5 separate regions of the Mus musculus genome follow, and all the other regions are linked to region 3. The links are chromatin contacts, called in public promoter capture Hi-C and targeted proximity ligation maps. All regions are on one chromosome and are shown on one strand. The core of a region is the stretch at or near the end of the contact, and the rest is flanking DNA. Distances in the headings are between cores, read along the strand shown.

Region 1 (4,760 bases), core at 688-3,187, 1.8 Mb before region 3:
AATTAGTGGGCCCCGTCCAATACTTATAGCTCAGTCTCCAACCCTTTCCGCAGAGTGTCTATGAGGGACATCAGAGCACCCCACCCCTTGACTGCCTCTGCAGCTCTCCAGGCCTCACCTGCAGACACGAAGATACTTCCCACACTGCTCTGGCGGAAGCGCAGCTGCTCAATAATGTGGTGAAAATGGGCTGGGAGGAAGGTGAAAACCACATATGCCTCTGGCTTTCTACCTAGCTCCCCTCACCCAAAGCCCCATTTTTAGCCCTCATGCTGGGAACGTCATTGCTGGACGGGCGAGACTCACCGACTCCAAAAAAGAGTGGGCAGGTGAACACAGCAGGGCCCAGACCCGTGCACGGCGCTAGCATGGGCAGCATGCAAGCCCGGAACACCAGCTCCTCTGTCAGCGGTGCAATAACTTGGTTTCGTAGCCAGCGCATGTCTGTGAGGCAGCGGGCCCAAGAACGAGGGGCTAGAGTGAATATTCAGGATAAGCAGTGAGTGCCTGGTTACTAGAGACATCTGGGCCCTCTCCCACAGATTTACTCGAGCCAAACTCAGTTTAGGAGATCCTGGGAATCAGAATGGGGAAGGGAACAAGCCTTATCAGACCAAATTACAACGGCTTGAGATGGCTGGCAGCAGGAAGGGAAGGCAGCAGTAGATGAGGGAGTCACAGAAAATTCCAGAGGCACCCAAATTTTACCAAGGCCAATCTTTGGGGAAGCCAAATGATGAGAGAGCAGGGGAAGATGCTGTCTGGCCCATATCAAGTGCTGTTTGTGGTCCAGACAGGCCTCCTTGAGTATCACACTTACAGGGTACTCAGCAATGTAATCCATTTTACTGATGTGGAAACACACGCTGAGAGGTGACATCTCACCTCTTCAGTCCAGATCACACCATCTCACTGACTCCTTTCCCCAGTGTTCTGGACTGCCTGTGCCTACCTTTTCCTCAGTCTTGAAGACTCACCCAGGACAACCTTCAGCCCATCTGTCAGGTCACAAGGGCAATCCATAGAGAGCTGCATCAGTGGACCCAGGAAAAGGATCTGGGGGGGGGGGGCAAACATAAAATGAAAGCCTTTTACCACAATCCAATGACCTTGCCCACACCTATGCCCTTGGTCAGCCTCACCAGACCTCAGGTTTCCTGAGTTCTAGGGTTTCCCAGCCATGTACACCAGAAGCTTAGGGGGCCACATCATAATTCCTGTCTTCCATCTGCCAAAAGCTGTACCCAAGCAGGGCACGTCATTACACTAGTGACAACAGAGTTGGAAAAATAAAGCAGGACTCACCATAGTTAGCAGCAGGGGCAGCAGCGCTGCTGGGAAAATGCCCTCCAGCCTGAAGCCCATCAAGGTAAGCAGTGATGTGCCTGGCTGAGCCACAGGAAAGGGGGCGTTAGTGATGTTCCCTCCCACAAAATTCTAGATTCTTCCCCTAGCTGCCCTGTGCCCCACCCACCTCCTTCGCACCTGGATGCCAGTGAGTTCCCTCCAGAGCAGCACGCAAAGAGGGGACAAGCTGGACACTACCAGGACACTGGTGGAACGCCGCTTGATAACAGCGGGGTGGTCCCTAGGAAAAGGGACAGTAAGTTCCGGGGGGCCTGCAGCAACCACGCCAACGCGGCCCCACCCCCGTCCGGCCCAAGCTCCGCCCGCAGCCCCGCCCCACGAGGGCGCAGATCCCGGCCGCGCGCGCATCCCCCGCACCTGGGCAGCTCGCTCTTCCACACGTAGAGGCTGCCCACGTAGGAGCAGGCGAGGCTGAAGCAGGAGAACACAGACACCCAGCAGCACAGCCCCGAGCCCGGGCCGCTCAGCGCGGCTGACTCGGGCTGCCGCTCTGGCCGCGATACCGACAGTAAACGCAGCCCGTCCCCGCCCAGCGCCGCCATCACGCCCGGACCCGTGGCGCGCGGCAGTGACGCGACGGCGTAGGTGACGTCAGGCGGCGGCGCGAGTTGTCGGGTCCCCCGGGCGCCCCTCCCCTTGCACGATAGTTGATACTTTGTGCTTGGAACGGCTTTATTGAAATACAGAAGTTGTGACACACGTGTCCCGGGCTTCCTTGGCTTGCTGGGCGTCTCAGAGAGAATGCTTAGGACCTGTGTCCCGGATTCAGCCACTCGGACAGATTGGATACCTCCTGTAGCCACAAGTCCTGCGGGAGCAGAGGAGGCGGTGGTGAGGACCCGGCGGTGGTAGCTCAGGCCCGCACCCGCCCTGCTCTCGCTGCGGTACCTCCAGGCCGCCCGCAGGGCTAGCTGCCTCTGCCGCCTGGGCCCTGCCGTGGGCCGCTTGGGTCTGCGATCCTCTAGCAGTGAGGGAGACCTCGGTGAGCTCGCGGTCGCGCGTGGCGGATTTTGGCGGGCTCCGGTCTCTTGCTGAGCCCAGAACTCGCGATTCTTCCCTGCCATGGTTGGGGCTGCCCCTCTTGGGCCTCTTGTTTTCTGCTTGCCCGATGGATTCTAGGAGAGAACAAGCCCATTTCATCTTACTCCCGAAGATTTGTGCCAATGCTACAGAGATTGTTGGGGCAGGGGTATCGTTCTAAATTAACTCTCCCGCTCCACCTTTCCGGATGAAAACATTTCAGTACCTGACCTCCCATGATAGGCGACATCTAACTTTCCGCCCAAACTAGGTGATATGCATTTCAAGTTCCTCTCTGAACCTAAGCTTTGCTTCGGGCAATAAGCAACTCAATCTCTCTCTGGTATTGTTCTAGGCAGTTACTACAGAGGCAGCTTTTTGTTGTTGATGTTCAGACAGACTCTCTTGAAACCCAGGCTAGCCTTAAAGTGATCATCTTGCTTCTAACACCCAAGTGCTGGAATTAGACACTCGTGAACATGCTTTAGCTCAGCGGTTCTCAACCTGCGGGTCGCACATCAGATACTTACACTGTGGTGCATAACAGTGGCAAAATGACAGTTAATTAGTAACACTGAAGATAACTGTATGGTTGGGGATCACCACAGCACGAGGCACTGTATTAAAAGGTGGCAGCGTCAGGAAGGTTGGGAACCACCATCACTAATCCGTAGTAGATCCAGTTTTGGAAGAACAAACACAGAGGAGGATCAAACTCGGTATTGACAAGCAAACCAACTCTGACACTGAGCTACATCCCCAGCCTCGCAGGTGCAGATTTACAGAGTCTTGCCTTGGCTGATTCCTCCTGAGTCAATGAATGCACGTTTCTCTGGAAAGGCTAATGTGCACATACTAAGTACAACGCACAAGTCCTATTGAGTAGCTTTAAAGTAGGAATGCATGCGGTTGCTACTCCAAGTCCCTCAATCACTGTGGAAGGCGGCCAAATCCCAGGTGGCAGCAGCATGGCTAAAGTGGAATGGGATCGTTGGATAGCTGGACCACTCCACACCATGAATTTTATTTCTCTGGTTTCAGTCCAGGGCTTACCCCCAAAGCTAGAAACTTACCTTCAGGGAATTCCTGGGCAATATTCTTGTGCTGGTCTTTGGTGTTCTGGGCTGAAATGTTTTTCTCTGGAGTCAGGTGCTTTAACAATTAGAAAGACCAAGTGAATTCTGCAGAAGTCTGAATGAACCTTAGTGAGACGTGTGGTTTGGTTTATATGGATGTTTTCACCCTCATCCTCCTAACTCAACAGTCTCTACTTGGCCTCCAGCTTTCAAAGCATCCCCCTTCTGTGGACCCTTGTACAACTCACACTGTAGCCATTCCCAGCATATCCCTGAACCTCAGGCTCTGAAGATGGCACTATTCATCATTTTTATGTGTTTATGCCCATCTTTCTACTCCAGGTTTACCATGTGTATTTGTAACTATGTGAATTATGTGTCTACAGGAGAGGTGGTCAGGTCCCCTGTAATTGGAGTTACACTTTGACAAGCTGCCTGATGTGAATACTGGGAACCAAACCAAACCAATAGCAGCATGGTCCCTCTTCCACACAGCCATTTCTCCAGTCCCTTTTTATTTAGTCTTGGCTGTCTGGAACTCAGTATATGGTGGAGAACAAGCTGGGCTTGAACTTGCAGAGATCCTCCTACCTTTGCCTCACAAGTGCTAGAATTAAAGGCATACACCACAATCCCTGGCCCTGTCTTTTTTTAAATTAAATTCTTTGAGACAGGGTCTCTTATATCCCAGAGCTGACCTTTAATGTCTGACCATCTGTCCCTCTATATACATGTACACTTAGTTAAAAATACATCTTTTAAAAAGTTGAAAAAAATGAGTGTTTGCATGAAAGCTGCAGGAGCACACTTCATAAAATGGCATAGTAGCACATATGTAATCCCAGCACTCAGGAGAGGGAGGCAGAAAGAGCAGGAGTTCAAGATAACCCTCAGCTACATAGGAAGATAAAAGCCATTCTCAGATACACAGTGAGACCCTCCTCCCCGCCCCCACTCCTGTAATGTCTACACCAAGGGGAGGGGAGAAGTAAGCCAATAGAAGGTGGGCGGGGCTTTGGGAGAGGAGCTGGGTTATGTGCGTTCAGCAGTCACAGTCTTGTTTTCAGTGTGATGGAGACCTCTGGGGATTGGGGGAGGAGCACACGGCACAGTGACTATCCTTAAAGCATCAAGTTGACACTTTCAAAGGGAAGTCTTAGGTAAGAATTACACCACAGTACTATGCATTCTATGATACACTGCTTCTTGTTTCCCCCTTTAAGACAGTTTTGCTAGATAGTTCTGTCTGTCCTGGAACTTACTATGTAGGCCAGGTTGTCACTCTGTCTCCTAAAT
Region 2 (4,355 bases), core at 1,156-3,655, 1.4 Mb before region 3:
TACCCTAACCTGTACCTCTAGGCTCCCCACTTGACCTTATCACACAGTGTTTTCTAACTCTGTCCTATTCTTGCCTTGACTTCTCATCCTCAAGCTCACTCTGTAGCCTCCGAAACTCCTTAACATCAGTTTGGACCACAGCCAGTCCCTGGCCTGTCTCCCATGCTTTCTCCCAGCTTCCTGTGTTATGCACGGCCTCTCAGGACACTCACACAGGCGGTAGTGTTGAGAAGAAGCTTGGGCCAGGTCCTCGGGGTGTAGCAGTCCATACCATGATTTACAGAGCAGTTCGCTGCGCTCAAAGCCCAGGTAGATTAGGACACTGGGAAGGTGGAAATGATGAGGTCAGCTTTCTGTTTACCTTACTCAAAATGCATGCACTTCACTCCCTCCCATGCTCTCTGCCCACTTAAGCCCCATCCTCCCTGCCCTGAATCTAAGATCACGAATCTAAAGTTCCCTTCTTTCTGGCCTCCCTTCTTACTGGAGTTTGAACACTTTGGGCTTACCTTTCAGAAACGTCCAGTAGGGCTAGGTCCTTAGCATGCCGGCTCTGGAACATGGCCAGGAAGAGAGAAGCAGGACCAGGGCCAGGGCCAGGGCCGGGGCCAGGGCGGGGTCTTGGCTCCAGTGGGGCGCAGAAAGCGGTGAACACAGGGTTTCCTGCCCAGTAGGCCCCAGGTGGGTGAGCATGGAATCGACCTCGAATAAGCACCAGTTTGTTTCCTGAACTCTGGCGCCGGAGGGACTTGGAGGTGTTGAATCGACAACGGAAAAGGCGATCTAGGTGAGCAAAAGGAAAAACTGACTAAGAGGGTGGGCATTGGAGGAGAGTAGATAGTTAGGGCAGGGCAGCAGAGGAGTAAACTGAAGAACCGAGAGGAGGTTCTTACCAGCATCCAGAGCAGAGGGCATGGTGAGCTGCTGGCGCACAGTGAGATGGTCAGCAGGGTCAATGATATCGTAGATACTGTCGCCCTGGGCAACCAGGTCCACCTAGAAAGGAGAAGTGATCATTAGTGAAGGCAGCAAGAGCCTATCTGCAACCAATGATTTTTCTTAGGGAAGACTCCCCCACACTCGCCTCTAATAACTCTGTTTTCAGTAGTGAGAGGCTCATTTTATCTCACATATACCCCAACTTGAGATGCAAGGACTTTTAGTACTCACCATAGAGTGGCCCAGATGCTCGCTCACACTCTCCGACAGGTATAGCAACTTCCCCTCAGCTGTGAATACAAGGAGAAATCCAGGTAGTGCTGCCACAATGTCTTCAAGCTCTTGAGCAGAGAGAAGCCCGGTGGGGCCAGCCAAAGGAGTGCCTGTAGGGTGAGAAGATGTGGTGAGTCAGGATAAGAATCAGGGACAACACAGAAATAAAGAGAACATCTTTTGAGTCTTGGAGAAGACACAGGAAATTCCCATAGACCTATTTCTGCCAACACCTGTTGACCCTATGCTTGTGGATCTTGGCCAGGAGACCTGTTGCTAAAACTATCTAGCCAGGGAGCCCCTGGACTTCCAAGCCTGGCCGGAACCTCAGCAGCCCTCTGCTGTCAGCACTGTGGACAGAGCTCTCCCGAAAGGACTGGGATTCAGCACCGCGGACAGCTCCTGCGAAAAGGGGCTATGGCCATTTCAGCACCGCGGGCAGCGCCAGAAAGGGTGATGGCTTCAGGACGTCGAACAGCTCCAGAGCGCATAGAAAGACCCTCTCAGCATTTTCTAGCACAAGCTACTCTTCCTCATACTTTGCCTTTGCAGGCTTTCCCTGTAGCTTGCCAGGCTTCCTTCCGTACCCTCCCCGGATTCCTGGAGTGCCTCTGAGGCAATGGGAGCCTGGACCATTCTGTTTTAGCGCTCTATCTCACACAAATCCAGTGCTAGGACTATCGTTTAGGCTAGTCTAGATGGAGCTCAGAAGAAAAAGTAGGAAGTCCAGGGTCCCCTCAAGTCCCTTCTCTCCACAGGCTTCCAGCACGCTGTGCTAGACAAGCGGCAGTTTTAGCACATTCCCTCAGCTCCTCCATCCCTGGTCCCCGTCAGCTCTGGTCTCCGGTAGCCCAAGCTGCTCACCTCCAGCAAAGAAGACACCCTTGCGAGTGTAGATGCAGGCAAGACTCATGATGTGCAGGTAGGACAGCCGGACCTTGTCCGCTTCAGCCAACGGCAGCAGCTCCTTGAGGTTCCGAATCTCGGCGTTGATCTGGTCGCGGCGCGCCTTGGAGGCGCCCTTGGTGGATCGGTACATGACTGCCGGCTGTGGAGCTCCAGCTCCGGCTCCCGAGCACCTGCGATCCTTTCCCGATGCACCGGAGGCTTCCTCTTCCTTGCTTCCCGGTCTTTTCGCTCAGGCTCTTGCTCGCTCTCGCTCCACTCCTGGGCTCCGCTCGGCAGCGCTGCCCCCCTCGCCTGCCTCGATCCGCCTTATATAGCTCCTGACAGGCGTGGGGGGCTCGTTTTTAGAGACGGGGGGGGCAGCGGGAGGCGGGAGGCTGGGCTAAAGCAAGCTGCAGAGGGAGCCACTGGCTGGGGAGGGGGGGTGCTCCTCCTCCCTCCCAGACTTCCGACGTCATCCCGTGACGTCGAACGGGAGAGGGAGGGGGCGGGGGAAGGGGGAGAAGGGAGGGTGCAGAGGGGGCCGGCTGGCAAGAGCTGTGCAGAGCCAGGAATGGGGTGCAGGGACCCAGGTTTTCCATTACATTCTATTAGGAGGAGGAACAGTACATGGATTAGGGTGGTCTGAAGCCCTTAACAAGAGAGTTTGTAGAAGGCAAAGCGAGGCTGCTATCAACATAGATTTTTCTAAGGAGGCAAAGGATGAGAAGGGGCTTGGTCCTCTGCCAATTTGCCGCCATCTGCCAGGCAGGGGTCGAAATTACATGAGGGACTTTCCTTGGCTTTTGGGGAGGGGCTAGGTCACAACTGGGGGTCTTTTCTGGGGTCTATTCAATCTGAAAGTCCCTTAGCCAGTTTCAAATAAATAATTCCTTCTTCGCCTCCATGCCCTGACCTGAGGGTCTAAATCTCCAGGATAGGGTGGAATGGTGGTCCTGTGGAGAAGAGACCACTTGAATTCGGTCTTGATCATATTTCCTTAGCACCATAGGAACACAAACATCTCCACTGTGATCTGCAGGGATTCCTTTTTCCTCTATTAGTTCATCTTAGCCACCTGTCGGGGAAACTGAGGCAAAGACCCAGGGCCTGGTGAGGATCTGGATGTGTGTTTGAACCTCTCCCACGATCCCCTCCCGCTTGTCAGCCCCCAAGACGAGCTGTTCCCCCGCCCTCTTGCGAGCCCCAGTCTCTCCGGCGGGCTGGGGGGCGGGGGCGGGGCCGGGGGAATCCCAGCTCCATATTAGGACAGGAATCCTCCGGCGGCTGCGGCGGCGGCAGCGGCGGGCGGGGCCTACCGGCCTCCGCACAGCTCTAGAAAGCTCTCCCCACTGCTTCAGCCGGGAAGAGGGGGAGGCTGCCAAGTAGCCAGGGTCTGCTGTGCCCTCAGTGGCTGCTGCACCTACCCAAGACCCTTTAATTCTGCCAGAGTCCCCTCCCCATCTCCCTTCAATTCTTGCTCCATCTTTAGCTCCAGGGCTCCTCGTTCTGCCTGTGCACTTGTCACTGAGTGAGCGCACAACATACACCTTTCTTTTTTTTTTTTTCCTTCGTTCATTGAGCGTTGGACAGTCTATCTCGGCTTTGTGGGCGCCCCCCACCCCCACCCCTCTAATTTGCACCTTTGGTTTAACTACCTGTCATGTCAGGCTTGTCTTTGTAGTGTGGCCTTTGCATCACCCCACCCCTCCAGACACACACCCCCACACACACCTTTCTTCAGTCACTTACATGCGATTGCTGTCTACACAGGGTATGGGAGCCCTTTTTTTATCCCACAACCATTTCACAAAGGACTAGAGAAACTTTTTGCCCAAAATTTCATTTAGAGTAGGAACATATAAAAGCACTTTTAGAGCCTGAAAAACAAGACCATTTAAAAAGTTGAGGGAAGCCGGGCGTGGTGGCACACGCCTTTAATCCCAGCACTTGGGAGGCAGAGGCAAGCAGATTTCTGAGTTCGAGGCCAGCCTGGTCTACAAAGTGAGTTCCAGGACAGCCAAGGCTACACAGAGAAACCCTGTCTCAAAAAACAAAAACACACAAACAAACAGAACAAAAAACAAAAAAAAATTGGGAGAGAGGGACAGAACTGGCTGCAGAAAGTTAGAGATGAACTTTGACACCAAGGAGAAAAGTTTGTGGTCAAGAAACCCCTGTTCTTCATGGAAAGGGGTGATAGCAAGAGAGGCAACGTGGAGTGAAAAGCAGGGGGTATGGGAAGAGGGTACTTTGGT
Region 3 (4,636 bases), core at 1,742-4,241:
GCACTGAGAACTTGGGGGGGGGTGCTTGTCACCACTAACTAAGGCCAAGGCTATTTCTAAGACTGCTTTGGGACAGGAGGGTGGTCTATGGGAGTTTTCTAAAGGATCTAGAGCCTGACCCAGATGTCCCTAAGGTCAGGAGGTACCAGATAGCAATGCTGAGAATGGGAGCTACATCCCCAGATTTCCACACTGTAGGGTGCCTTACAGCAGCTGTTGGGGTTGAAAAGGAGCACCCTAAATCCCTACCTGTACATCACTCTATTCTGCAGACCTGGCAGTGGCCTCCAATCTCTTGGAAGAGTGCACTATCCCAGAGCCTCTAATTCCTGCCTGTTTCTACCTTTTTGACTTCAATCCCTCTGGTCTTCTAGTCCTTATTTTGGGTCCCCTCATTCTCCTGCCCTGTCACAATGATCAGCTTCAGCCCTGTCCCTTATTGAGTCCCCTACACTGCCTCTCCTTCTGTCCTCAGCCCCCTCCTCCCCTCCCCCTCTCGAGGCTGTAATATCCGTTTCATGATTTGGGGGCTGAGTTGCTATAACAACAGACGGCGATTGTGTTGTGAAGAGCAGCTCGCTCCTGCTCTGCCAGCCTGCCTCCCGCTGCCTCCATCCCTGCAGCCTGGTCGGCTCCCCAGCCCACCCCCAGCCCCTCCTTGGCCTCTTCCCAGTGTGTGGTGCTGCCCGGTGTTCAGCTCTGCCTCATCTGGGATGTGACCTGTACCTGCCTTTCCACTGTCATTCAAATGTGTCAGAATTGAGTGTCTGGCCCTCACATGGTGTTTGCCTGAGCATATGTGTGTGGGACCTGCACCTACACTTGCCAGGGTTTCCCTCCCTGTTGGCTTGTGTACCTGCCTAGAAGGGTGTCTGCTCTATGCTGCTCCCCAATGCCACATTGGGTGTGAGCCTGTGTATTTGAGGGGTGTGTTTTGAAGTGGTGGGGCCCAGCTGCCATGAGGGATCTGAATCTCGGACCTTCCTTGTAGAGGAGAGGGACAGGGAGGTGTAGCAGGGAGGTGTAGCAGACTCCAGCGACCTTTCCTGCCCTTGATGGGAAAAGCTGAAGGTAGAGACAGAAGAGCGGTGTTCACCCTTGCCTCCCTTCCCACTCAGACTCCTGGGGTTTGAGCCTTGTCACTGGGTCACTGCACCTGCTTGTCTGTCCCTCTGCATTTTGGTGTTTGTACGTGTGAGTGTGGGTCCTGCAGGAGGAGGAACAGCAGATGATGGGTGGGGCAGTGGGCTGGGGGGGGGGTCAGAGAGGCCCTGACTCAGCAGTTCTTGTTCTGCTGCCTCTACTGGCCTTGGCAGCCAGTAGGGGACGTGTGGGGGGTGTGGTGGTAGTGGGGGCAGGGCTGCCTGAGGGTCTCTCCAAGGTCAGAGTAGGCCCCAAGTCTGGGACCTTGTTCAGGAATCTCCCTTTCCACTGCCTGGGAAATACCCATTGCAGCTAGGTCTTCTCCTATCCTCCTTCCAGGCTATCAAAGGAGGTCCTCTCTAAGGAGCGGTGGGGGGAGTGTCCACATTCATTAACTCAGGAATTGACTGCTCTGCAAAGTACCTACCGACGACCAGGGAGACTCCATGGGCAGGTCCCCTGTGAGTCACTTGGGTGTGTGTTTGCCCTTGAGTGTGCAGGTACCTGTGTATGCACAAGTATGCAGGTTATGGATCGAGTGTGTCCCCCCACCCCCCGTGGTGACTTACCATGGTGGGGCATCTCTGCAGTGTCCCTTTGTGTTTCTTGGAAACGCTGGGCACACATGAATAGGTGTGCATGGCTGTGTGCCCCCATGTGTATCTGCATACATTAGTGGTTGGACGTGTGTTCTTGCATATTGCCTCTGGCTAAGGAAATGCCAACTGCTACCAGCTGTGCAGATCACAGGCCCTGTAACAGAAATCAGGGGCCTGGAGAGAACTGGCAAAATGGTCTGCCACACACCCACGGCCACACCCACGCCGGCACACTGTCTCATTGAGAAGCCTTGTGTCCAACTTAGGTAATGGTATACACACCTAGGCGCTGGATCTACCTTTTCTCGGTGGAGTAAATGAAGAGGGGTGTTCCTTCCTCACACTCTGACACAAACACGGCGATGCAGACATTCTTACTGCAGAAGACTTGCACGCCAGGACCACACTCTGAAACTCACAGCTAAGGGTAGGAGCTCGAAGGGAAGATTCTACTAGATTTGTATTCAGTAACAGGGAGTGGGTAGCTTCCACCCCACCACTAGCCTTTTCCTACCCCAGAAAAGCCTTCCACAGGGGTGGAAAGCTGGTTCCAAACTCTGGGATTCCCATGAGTCTGGGCTGGGAAACCCCACTGTCTCTAGCTTAGAATCTTGCCAACCTCCAAGCTTCGTCCTTATCTCAGAAAAGCCCCTAGCTCTTCAGTTCCGGAGGCTTCCAGCTAGAGGATACAGAGACAGTGATTGGTAGGGTCTCTGCGAGCGACTGGAAAAGCCACTAGCAGTCCTGGGGTGGGAGAGGCTTCCTTGGCTCCGGGTAGCCCAGGCCAGCCCCCCCAGACTCAGCCAGCAGAGGGCGCTGTGGCCAAGGCCCTGCTCGGGTCCTGCTCTCTCGGTGCCTCAAGTCGGGGTTCAGTCCTCTCCTTTGGTTTGTCCCAGCCCTGGGCACTATCTTCGGGACCCGCCGGCAGGGGCGGGTGGGTGTGGGATCCAACAACCCAACCAAAGGTAGAAGGGGCTAGGGTACCTGGATTCCCAAGACCCCGAGCCTGGGGAGAGCACCTGCTGGGTTAAGAGGCCTGGACGTCCGGGCAAAGGTCCAGAGAGGTGGGAAAGGGCTCGGATGCCCTGGGGCCGGGACGCCTGGGTCCTCGCGGAGGAGGGAGGCGGGTCATGGAGCCGCGGGACTGGCGGCTTCTGCATCTTCGCATTGGCTGTGCCACTCGTCCGTCAGTGTTGCGTGGCCCAATGCGTGTGCTTGGGGGGCGGGTCCTGGTGCTGATGCTGCCGTCAGTCGGTGTTGCAGGGATGCGGCGGCGGGAGCAGCCGCCCTGACTCTCAGAGCATCCTCCTCGGAGCGGCACCGCGGCGGGGCGGGCGGGGACGCGGCGGGGACCAGGAGGCGCGAGGCAGCCGATATCGCTGGCCCAGGATCTGTTACCTGCCGTAGACCCAGCGGTCTCTAGGCTCGGATCCCTACCCTTCAGCTCCTGGCGCCCCCAAAACCAGGTATGGGGGGGGGGCTGCGGCGGAGACGGGTGGGGGGCGGGAGCCAATCGGGGGAGGGGAGCGGGTCGGAGGGGGCGGCGGATGCAGAAAGGACGGATTGGGGGGCGGGGGCGCCGAGCAGAGAGGGCTGGCTGGGTGACAGCGAGGAGGCGAAGCCGCTGGGGGAGGTTGGGGGACTCCCTGTGGAAGGGGCATTGGCCCTGAGCTGGGGCGAATGCAAGGTGGTGAGGGAGGGTCGATGGGGGAAGGGGGTCTGAAGGAGGGGCATCCATAGGGCTGTGAGAAGGGCTCTGAAATAGGGGTGGGGGGAGGTCCCAGTCTATGCTGGTCCTGGCAGCTGGAAGCAGTGATGGACCAGAGAAGCTGCGAGCTGTTGTGGTCTGAAGGGTCTGCAGGGGAGAAACACTGGTCTTAGTGGGAGAGGAGGCAGGCTGGAGAGAGGTTTGGGAAGTGGAGAGGGAGGTCTGGGGGCAACCACTGAAGAAAAGACTACTGGGGGATGGGAGCCAAGGGGAGAGGAGGTTATCAGGAGGGAGCAGAGGGGAAGATGCCAGGATGCTCTAGGCATAGATGAGTCTGTGACGGGGAAGAGCTGGACAAGATGGGGGGCCTGAGGGAGAGGAGAGAAGCTTGCTGGGGAGAGCTGGGGGGTGACAGAGAGGGAAACCGGTCGAAGGAGGCTCTGCTTGGCTGAGAATATACTTGAGGGCAGCGGTGGGGCTCTGGTCACAGAGTACTGGAAGGGTAGAGGAGTCTTCTGAGCCCTGGGCTTATCCCTCCACCTCAAAGAGGTGGGAACCATTTCTCATGCTCCAGCCTTCTCCCCCAGAGGGAGGAGCAGTCTGCCTGGGTTCTTTGGGATGGGGGTATGACCACAAGGACCCTGGGTGGGCTCCTGGAGGTGAAATTGGATTTGTGGGGGTTATTGGGCTGTTCCAGTTGCCTTTGCCGTCACCCCCTCTTGAGGCATCCAGGGCCTTAATGAACCGGCAGGGATGGGAGGGGTAGTTCCTTGGTGCTCCACAGCGAAAGGGTGCCCAGCTCCACAGTGCTCAAGAAAATCTGAGGGGGTGGGTCTTGGGTCTCCAGCCCCCTTGACTACTTCCGGCTTTCAAACACCCTCGTTCTTTGCACATATTGTGGGTGGGTGGGGTAGACAAGGACCTTCTAGTCATTCCTGCCCCTCCCTCTCGTCCACCTTCTCAGTGTCTGGGCGTTCCTTCTGGGGGAGAGCTTTACATCCTCTGTCTTCTGCTAGAAAAAGAGAGAGAAGGGAGCAGGAAGGAAAAAGAGAGGAGGGGAGGTCGGCTAGTCAGTTAACTACATGGAGGGCCTCCGGCTTTGTAGGTGCTTCAGCTACTCAGGTCCCAGCTTGCTACCCCAAACCTGGGGATGGCTCAGGGATGGATATGTCAGAGCCAGAGCAAC
Region 4 (4,449 bases), core at 1,003-3,502, 1.3 Mb before region 3:
TCAGGAGGAAAAGGGTAGGTCAGCCACGGGAGAACTCCCACCCCGAGGAAGCCACTTTTGCCTGAGGGCTGGAGAGGGGTCATACTCACAATCTGCAGTTTGATGGTTTTGCCGTCCAGCTCAATGGTTCGAATCTTGAAATCCACACCGATGGTGCTGATGTAGCTCTCTGTGTAAGTGTCATCCTGAAAGGTTGTGGCTGGTGAAACGGACTGAGCAGACAGGTCCCTGCCCTGCTGTGCTCCTCACTGTGCCAGGCGAGGTTCTAAGCTCCCCAACTTGCAAGGAAGGCCTGGGCCCTCGCTGTGGCGGCTCCAGCAGCCTCACTCTTGGTTCTTAGGACTTGCAACTACACTGAGTTCTGAGTTGCCCCTTCTTCCTCCCAGTGGCAGCCTGAACCCCAAGTGGATAATAGAGGGGTGCTTCTTACTCACAGCAAACCGCAGGAGCAGGCACGACTTGCCCACGCCGGAGTCACCAATCAAAAGCAGCTTAAACAGGTAGTCACTGGCGAGAGAAGATGGGAAGGTATGAAGGCAAGCAGGAAGTCCTCCCCTGTCCCTTCCTGCACTAAGCACAGCAGGACTGTAAGGCATACTTCTGCTTGGTCTACTACGGTGCTCACTAGAGCCTTCTACTGTTCTGAAAAAGGGACAAAAGTAAGTAAAAAAAATTGACCCTTATTAGCCCCCAATAAGCTAGCACAGTTTGCTAAGAGATATGTGGTATCATTTGGTAAAAACTAAGAAAATCACATTAGGCCATACAGTATGCCAGTCTAGGACCCAAAAGGGAAACCTGACCCATAAAGTCAAAATAAATATGAAGCTGGAATGGGAGGTGATGAGTGAGTGTGTGAGTGTGTGTATGTGTGTGTGTGTCTGTGTGTGGTGAGGGGAGGACGGTGCTTGCCTCTTGGCAGAGGCAGACAGAATTCTGAGTCCTAGGCCAACCTGGTCTACAGAGTGAGTTTCAGGACAGCCAGGGCTGCAGAGAAACCCTGTCTGAAAAATCCAAAACAAAAAACAAATGTGAAAGAGCCTGAGATGAAGTCACACTAACAGGAGGCAGTCAACAAGTGGCCATGGAAGCAGCCGTCAATACTAAACTGGAACTGACCCTGTGTGAAGCACTTGAAATCACCCTTTACTAAACCCTCACAACAGTGCACACAAGTGGGTGAGTGTTATTTCCAACCACTGAGGAAGCCAGAGGTCACAGAAGGGAGGTGACTTGCCCTAAGCAGTTGAAAACTGTGAGACTGGAAACCAGGCCTGTCAGATTCCAAGCTCTTTGACAGCCAGCCGGTAGCTTCCCCCTCCTAAGCCCACTTCTGAGTTCGAGCCTCCTCAAGGAAATCTGAGGCCTCGAGTTGGGGAAGAAAAAGGAAGTGGAGACAGGGAAGAAGATAACGTGGGTGCAAAACTGCATGCCGGCCATCTACTCCAAAGGGTTTGGGCTTGAGGAATAAAAATTCTACTCCAAGGGAGCAAGCAAACTCCACATTCACCTAAAGTTCTTTGGCAGTGTGACAGGAAGCCAGCTGACAGTGGCACTGAAGGCCCGAGCAAAGGTGAGAGGACAGAAAAGAACAGACCGCCGGGAGCACCATGACAGCACGACCCAAGCAGGGCAAATGGTAGCCTCGGAGGAAAGGATCTGCAGGGGATGTGAATCAAACAGGGACTTGGGGGTCCCCTCTTGTCTTGTTAGCTTCTAGGCCAGCCCTGGGACCGAGGCTCCAGAAGAAAGGCAAAGGCAGAGAGGTTCACAGCCCAACTCAAAGTACTCGACTGTGGAGATCAGAAACTCTAGCGATGGGCTCCAAACCGCCTGCCCTTGGTCAAGCTGTAGGTGGGAAAATTGAAGCTCAGGGAGACCAAATCTGCACGGTCACCTAACCAAAAAGGCCTGTGAGGGCTGGTGCTGCGGGCTCCAAGTGCTGCCCATTCAGGCTGCAGCCTCCGGGCCTCGGGCTGCAGAACTCGGGGTGTTGAGTCGGGGTCCTGGGGATCCCGGGGGGAGGGGCAGGACCCGGATGTAAGGGGGGGGTCAGCGGAAGAGGGACCCGGATGTGGGGGCGCCGCGCAGTTCTGACCAAGGCCAGACAACTTCGGCAAGCATATAGCCCCATAGACAGGATCGAGGCTGCGCCGCACGGCGCGGGCGGGGCTCACTCACTATTCGGGGTTCATGGCGGCAGCGGTGGCCCGCTCGGTCGCTCCCAGTCGGCTCTGCTCCGCCTCCCGTTCCAAGATGGTTGCCACTCCGCCCTAGAGGCCCCGCCCGCGCCGCGCAGGCGCAAATCCTTCCGACTCGGGTTGCGCCGCGCTGCCTTGCGGAACCTGTAGTTTCCATGGATATTCGACTTGCCACTGCTGCGCAGGCGCAACTCAGGGAACAGAGCGGCCGTGCACTCTCCAGAAGCCACCCGCGAACGGCCTTCTGGGGTCTGTAGTCTTCCCAATCACTGAACCGACCCAGCTACAAAAAAATCTTCGTTGGGCTACCTAATCTGCAAGTTTGGATCTTGTTTAGTACCGGGGTAGGTAGGTATACTTCGCCTCTGAGGTGGGCAGCCACTTTTACCCTCTCGGTTCGCAGATTGAAACTAAAAGGTGTAGCGTATTTAGGACCAGAAAATTTTGACTTATTCAGTGTTCTTCGTGGAATGGACACTGCAGCCTTAGTACCAGGATTATATGATCACTAGTATTACATATATGAAAAACCATCTCAGGAAGCTCAGTCCAAGAACGTATTAAGAAGTCATAACAGGCAGAATTGTCTAGAACCCCATAAGGGCATGTGTTAGGTGCAACCCCAAAATCTGTAGCATCCCCCCCAAACAGTTCAGGATAATGGCAGAGTATTAGTTCCAGCCTCGAGGGCAGGGAATGATATGCGTGTGTATCCTGTATCCCTCACTCCCGCAGCCTCTCCCGATTCCACCCGACTCAAGGGATGCTCAGGGGCTCTGGGACTCCTCAAAACAAGCCCGGTTCAGATTCAAATCGTCTTTATTTCTACAGCAACATCTGAAAATAGAGAGTGACTGCCTTACCCAACAAATGGGGTAGCCCCTCCTACTGTGTGGGAGGAAGGGGGACATCAGAAGCTGAGGCAAGGATGGCGTGGCAGGATGGCTCAATGGGCTGTGCCCAGGGTGGGGTCAGGCCATGCCTGGGAGGGGCTGGGGTGGGGGCGGGGTGGGGGAGGACAGTGCATTAAGTCCCCGGAAGCAGCACAGGGCCCTGTGGTGTGAGGGTCTGGGCATTTGCAAGATGGAGTGGAACGAATCCCTCCAAGACCAGGCGAAGAGGTCTAGGGACCCCTTTTGGGAGGCTCTGGTCCCAGAACTTGAAGCTTGGGAGATACCACCACTGGGAACGGGGTGATTTAAGGCCTGGGCGGTACCACTGGATAAGAGAGAGGCAGGTGGTGGCCCGGGAATACCGTGGACTGAGAGGAGGGCTGAGAGGATGACACACGGCCAATAACTTATTTCTCTATATACAGAAGCAACGGCCGGGAGTGGAGGGCAAAGGTGCTGAGGGGACAGCAAGTACTTAGTGTTCTTGGCTTTGGGGCTGGGTAGACAGGCCACCACTCCCACAGGCCCTGAACTCAGGGAAGAAAGGCCCCCTGCTGGAAGAATAAATAAGGAGCAGAGCTGGAGCCGGCAGGACCGTCCTCCAGGGCCATGGCTGAGATGACAAGGGAGGAAGTTACCCTGAGATTGAACAGAAAAGACAGGGGTCCTTGGGAGGGGCAGGCAGGACAAGCAGCAGGCCCATGCGCAGGGCTGGGGGAAGGGACCATGTCGGATGGAGGCTCTGGTGACTGGCTGCCCCTTCAGCTTTAGCCCACCAGGGAGCTTCTTCGAGAGAGGTCCATGGAGCTGGAGCTCAAAGTGCGGCTGTCAGAAAGACCCGTGCCTCCAGGCTGTGGGCAGAGGATGCAGCTTAGTCCTAAACTGTTGGGAGTGAAGGGGGACGTGGGGGGTGGGGGGACGACACACACGCAGCATTCCAGAAGAGGAAGGGATGATAAAAGGGCCAAACTAGGTGCCCTGTGCAAATACAGCCAGTCTAAGACTGGCCAAAGTTAAAGTTTAGCTCACAACCAGGACCTGAGAGCTTCAAGTGGGAACTGGTTGACTGGATCTCTGCCCCAAGGCAAGAGTTTTCCCTTTATCTGACCTCTCCCTCCACTTGTTTCTACCAATCTCCGCCTGAAACCAGAGCAGTGGTTGGCTAAAGACTCACCAGGGGAAGTTGGGTGGGGCCATACACAGTAAAAACAGGGCCCAGAGGCCTGGGTCTAGGCTGCCTAGTACCAGGTGCCCTCCATTCTTACCTGGACTGGCTCTTCCACACTCTTGTTAAGGAAGTTAAGAGAGCTGGCCCTCTTCATCCTGAGAAAAAGGAGGGCCAGGATTTGTTAATA
Region 5 (4,248 bases), core at 346-2,845, 1.4 Mb before region 3:
CGGTAGTTTAAAAATACCCGTAACTCCAGTTCCAGGGAATTTGATGCCCTCTTCTGACTTCTGAAGGTAACAGGCACACACACGGTACACACGCATACATGCAGGAAAAACACTCATAAACAGAAAGCAAAAATGTTTTTAAAAGTCGAAATAAAAACCAAGAGTAGCCGGGCACGATGGCACACTCGGGAGGCAGAGGCAGGCAGATTTCTGAATTCAAGGCCAGCCTGGTCTACAGAGTGAGTTCCAGGACAGCCAGGGCTACACAGAGAAACCCTGTCTCAGAAAACCAAAACAAACAAACAAACAAACAAAAAACCCCAAGGGTATAAAAGGATTACCTGGTGTTGGGTGACTGTAGTACCTGCTACTTAGAATCCAGGAGTTTGGAATAGCCTTGGCAACAGAGCAAACTCCATCTCTTAAAAATAAATAAATAAATAAATAAAGGTAAAAAGAGAATGCAGGGGTTAATCCTTCACACAGAATCCCAGGGCCACCCTGGGTGCCTGGCCCAGTGTGCAAACCTCCAGAGGCCTCCAGGAAGGGCTGGAAGAGGACCCTGGGAGTAAGGAGGACAATGTGATGCCTGTGTCACACTTACTATCCTGTTGTGTCCCCATGCCCATACATGGTCTTGCACAGGTCCCCTCATAGCAGCCGTGCTCACCCTGAGCAGAGCTCAGTCTCCACAGAGCCCAGAGTCATGCACCCTGCCTTCCTGCAGCAGAAGCCTGGAGAGGCATTTCCTGTTAGGGGGCAGCCTCCTCCCGCTCTAAGCCCAGGTTCCCAGGGCCCCTGACTGAGCCAGGGTAAGGAGAGAGCAGGCCTTGGCCTCCTCCCCCCTCCCTAACCCCTAATGCTGGTCCTGCTGGAGCCAAAAAAACTTGGGAGTGAGGTAGGCTGAGCGAAGGGCTCATCAAATACGTGTCTGGTTGAGGTGGTTCTCAAGGAGGTTATCAAGTTGATTCTCACGCAGGGCCCAGGCAGGAATGGGTGGGGCCTCATCGTTGAGACCGTTTAGCAGGCCACATCATCCTAGCTTATCCACCTAAGGGCATACACAGCATGTCAGGAGAGCTGCGTGTGTGAGGCTGGGGTTTGGCGGCCTTAGATAGGGTGTCAGAGAAGATGCTCTTGCCAGGCTTGGAAGGAGTCGTTCACATATGTGTGATGAGAAAGGGCTGGCCCGATCAAGTCGTTGAGCTCAGAATGCAGCCAGTATACTGATACTGGTGAATCCAGATCCCGGCTTTCGGGAGTCTCTCTGGAAGACAGCTTCACCCCAGCTGCCTTAGCTGCAAACAACGCTGAAGTTTCAGAGGGTTGACTGGGGATGCTTCTCAGACAGACAGGTTCCCTTTTCCCTGACTCTCAGCTCTGTAACGCCTGAGGTAGCCCGTTAGTTGTACCTCCCCCCTCCTCTGCCCTTCGCCTCTCACCCCAGAACCCCCCCCACCCCACTGCTTCCTGCTCCAGCAGCCCCCGGGGAGCTAGCAGGGGAGCTGGCAGCGGCCCCAGCCCACTCCTTACAAGGCGTGAGTCCGCCGGGCCCGCCCCCGGCCCTCCCGCCAGAGGCCTTGATCCCTCCCCCTGTCAAGAGCAGCGGCAGGCCCGAGCCGGGCCAGTCGGGGGGCGTCGCGATGCTGCTGCGCCTGCTGCTGGCCTGGGTGGCCGCGGTGCCCGCACTGGGCCAGGTCCCCTGGACGCCGGAGCCTCGAGCCGCGTGCGGCCCCAGCAGCTGCTACGCGCTCTTTCCCCGGCGCCGCACATTCCTGGAAGCTTGGCGGGCGTGCCGCGAATTGGGGGGCAACCTGGCCACACCGCGGACCCCAGAGGAGGCCCAGCGTGTGGACAGCCTGGTGGGGGTCGGGCCGGCCAACGGGCTGCTATGGATTGGGTTGCAGCGGCAGGCTAGGCAATGCCAGCCGCAGCGCCCACTGCGGGGCTTCATATGGACCACGGGAGACCAGGACACCGCCTTCACCAACTGGGCCCAGCCGGCTACGGAAGGACCCTGCCCAGCCCAGCGCTGTGCAGCCCTTGAGGCCAGCGGAGAGCATCGCTGGCTCGAAGGCTCGTGCACACTGGCTGTCGATGGCTACCTCTGCCAGTTTGGTTTTGAGGGTGCCTGCCCTGCCTTGCCGCTTGAGGTGGGTCAGGCCGGTCCCGCTGTCTACACCACACCCTTCAACCTGGTTTCCAGCGAGTTCGAATGGCTGCCCTTTGGCTCCGTGGCAGCTGTGCAGTGCCAAGCTGGCAGGGGAGCTTCTCTGCTGTGCGTGAAACAGCCTTCAGGTGGCGTGGGCTGGTCCCAGACTGGCCCGCTGTGCCCAGGGACTGGCTGTGGTCCTGACAATGGGGGTTGCGAACATGAGTGTGTGGAAGAGGTGGACGGTGCTGTGTCCTGCCGCTGCAGTGAAGGCTTCCGTCTAGCAGCAGATGGGCACAGTTGTGAAGACCCCTGTGCCCAGGCCCCCTGTGAGCAGCAGTGTGAACCTGGAGGGCCACAAGGCTATAGCTGCCACTGTCGCCTTGGCTTCCGGCCAGCTGAGGATGATCCACACCGCTGCGTGGACACGGATGAGTGCCAGATTGCTGGTGTGTGCCAGCAGATGTGTGTCAACTATGTTGGTGGCTTTGAGTGTTACTGCAGCGAGGGTCACGAGCTTGAGGCAGATGGTATCAGCTGTAGCCCTGCAGGAGCCATGGGTGCCCAGGCTTCCCAGGATCTCAGAGATGAGTTGCTGGATGATGGAGAAGAAGGGGAGGATGAAGAGGAGCCCTGGGAGGACTTTGATGGCACCTGGACAGAGGAACAGGGGATCCTATGGCTGGCACCTACACATCCACCTGACTTTGGCCTGCCCTATAGGCCCAACTTCCCACAGGATGGAGAGCCTCAGAGATTGCACCTGGAGCCTACCTGGCCACCCCCACTTAGTGCCCCCAGGGGCCCCTACCACTCCTCAGTGGTGTCTGCCACACGGCCCATGGTGATCTCTGCCACTCGACCCACACTACCTTCTGCCCACAAGACCTCTGTTATTTCAGCTACACGCCCACCCCTGAGCCCTGTCCACCCACCTGCCATGGCCCCTGCCACACCTCCAGCTGTGTTCTCTGAGCACCAGATCCCCAAAATCAAGGCCAATTATCCAGACCTGCCTTTTGGCCACAAGCCTGGGATAACCTCGGCCACTCACCCAGCACGGTCTCCTCCGTACCAGCCCCCCATTATCTCAACCAACTATCCCCAAGTCTTCCCTCCCCACCAGGCCCCTATGTCTCCAGATACCCACACTATCACTTATTTGCCTCCAGTCCCCCCTCACCTTGATCCTGGGGATACCACTTCTAAAGCCCATCAACACCCTTTGCTCCCAGATGCTCCAGGTATCAGAACCCAGGCCCCCCAGCTTTCTGTCTCAGCTCTCCAGCCCCCTCTTCCTACCAACTCCAGGTCTTCTGTCCATGAAACTCCTGTGCCTGCTGCCAACCAGCCCCCAGCCTTCCCTTCTTCTCCCCTCCCCCCTCAGAGGCCCACTAACCAGACCTCATCTATCAGCCCTACACATTCCTATTCCAGAGCCCCTCTAGTCCCAAGGGAAGGAGTTCCCAGTCCCAAATCAGTGCCACAGCTGCCCTCGGTGCCCTCCACAGCAGCTCCAACAGCCCTGGCAGAGTCAGGTCTTGCAGGCCAAAGCCAAAGGGATGACCGCTGGCTGCTGGTGGCACTCCTGGTGCCAACATGTGTCTTCTTGGTGGTGCTGCTTGCCCTGGGCATTGTGTACTGCACTCGCTGTGGCTCCCACGCACCCAACAAGCGGATCACGGACTGCTATCGCTGGGTCACACATGCTGGGAACAAGAGCTCAACAGAACCCATGCCCCCCAGAGGCAGCCTTACAGGGGTACAGACCTGTAGAACCAGTGTGTGATGGGGTGCAGATGCCCCTTTGTGGGATAGAAGAAAAGGACTTGCTTTGGACACATGGCTGAGACCACACCAAGGACTTATGGGGGCTGCCCAGCTGACAGAGGAGGTTCTGTTCTTTGAGCCCAGCATCCATGGCAAAGGACACACCAGGACTCCAGGACCTCAAGGGGTGGGTGCTGGGATCTTCTCCAATAAATGGGGTGCCAACCTCACCCAAAGTTCATCATCCCCACTGATGCCTGAGGGAAGGGTCTGGGAGGCCTCAGGGGGAAAGGGACCTTCCATTTATCTAGGTGAGATAAGACCCC

The links. Promoter capture Hi-C pulls out the DNA fragments that hold promoters and counts their contacts. Capture Hi-C pulls out chosen DNA fragments and counts their contacts.
Region 1: a promoter capture Hi-C map of liver shows a contact between it and region 3, with 4 times the contacts expected there. A contact is called at or near these places in 1 of 39 promoter capture datasets (pre-B cells) and 2 of 9 other capture datasets (adipose tissue and liver).
Region 2: a promoter capture Hi-C map of neutrophils shows a contact between it and region 3, with 3 times the contacts expected there. A contact is called at or near these places in 2 of 39 promoter capture datasets (liver and neutrophils).
Region 4: a contact with region 3 is called in a targeted proximity ligation map of pancreatic cancer cells. A contact is called at or near these places in 2 of 39 promoter capture datasets (liver and pre-B cells), 1 of 130 datasets of targeted methods (pancreatic cancer cells) and 1 of 9 other capture datasets (liver).
Region 5: a promoter capture Hi-C map of liver shows a contact between it and region 3, with 4 times the contacts expected there. A contact is called at or near these places in 1 of 39 promoter capture datasets (liver), 1 of 130 datasets of targeted methods (pancreatic cancer cells) and 1 of 9 other capture datasets (adipose tissue).

Annotation. Positions count from the first base shown.
Region 1 is chr19:4,623,708-4,628,467 of GRCm38.p6, forward strand. Rce1 (Ras converting CAAX endopeptidase 1) reads right to left here and starts at 1,938. Exons shown (of 8, transcript NM_023131.2): 1 at 1,726-1,938; 2 at 1,486-1,588; 3 at 1,306-1,389; 4 at 978-1,056; 5 at 307-474; 6 at 119-190. The coding sequence starts at 1,910. It overlaps Gm960 (predicted gene 960), which reads right to left. Exons shown (of 15, transcript NM_001033447.3): 14 at 3,462-3,540; 15 at 2,134-2,483. The coding sequence ends at 2,134. Mir6986 (microRNA 6986) reads right to left here and starts at 248; the gene lies at 191-248.
Region 2 is chr19:4,987,566-4,991,920 of GRCm38.p6, forward strand. Npas4 (neuronal PAS domain protein 4) reads right to left here and starts at 2,406. Exons shown (of 8, transcript NM_153553.5): 1 at 2,077-2,406; 2 at 1,171-1,322; 3 at 894-996; 4 at 510-783; 5 at 213-322. The coding sequence starts at 2,251.
Region 3 is chr19:6,415,765-6,420,400 of GRCm38.p6, forward strand. Nrxn2 (neurexin II) reads left to right here and starts at 2,992. Exons shown (of 23, transcript NM_001205234.2): 1 at 2,992-3,208. It overlaps Gm14965 (a long non-coding RNA gene), which reads right to left and starts at 2,998. Exons shown (of 3, transcript XR_879495.2): 1 at 2,727-2,998; 2 at 1,713-1,896.
Region 4 is chr19:5,104,744-5,109,192 of GRCm38.p6, forward strand. It overlaps Rab1b (RAB1B, member RAS oncogene family), which reads right to left and starts at 2,253. Exons shown (of 6, transcript NM_029576.3): 1 at 2,182-2,253; 2 at 435-507; 3 at 90-185. The coding sequence starts at 2,195. It overlaps Klc2 (kinesin light chain 2), which reads right to left. Exons shown (of 16, transcript NM_008451.3): 15 at 4,360-4,417; 16 at 3,003-3,945. The coding sequence ends at 3,862.
Region 5 is chr19:5,066,483-5,070,730 of GRCm38.p6, forward strand. It overlaps Cd248 (CD248 antigen, endosialin), which reads left to right and starts at 1,596. Exons shown (of 1, transcript NM_054042.2): 1 at 1,596-4,158. The coding sequence starts at 1,644. The coding sequence ends at 3,941.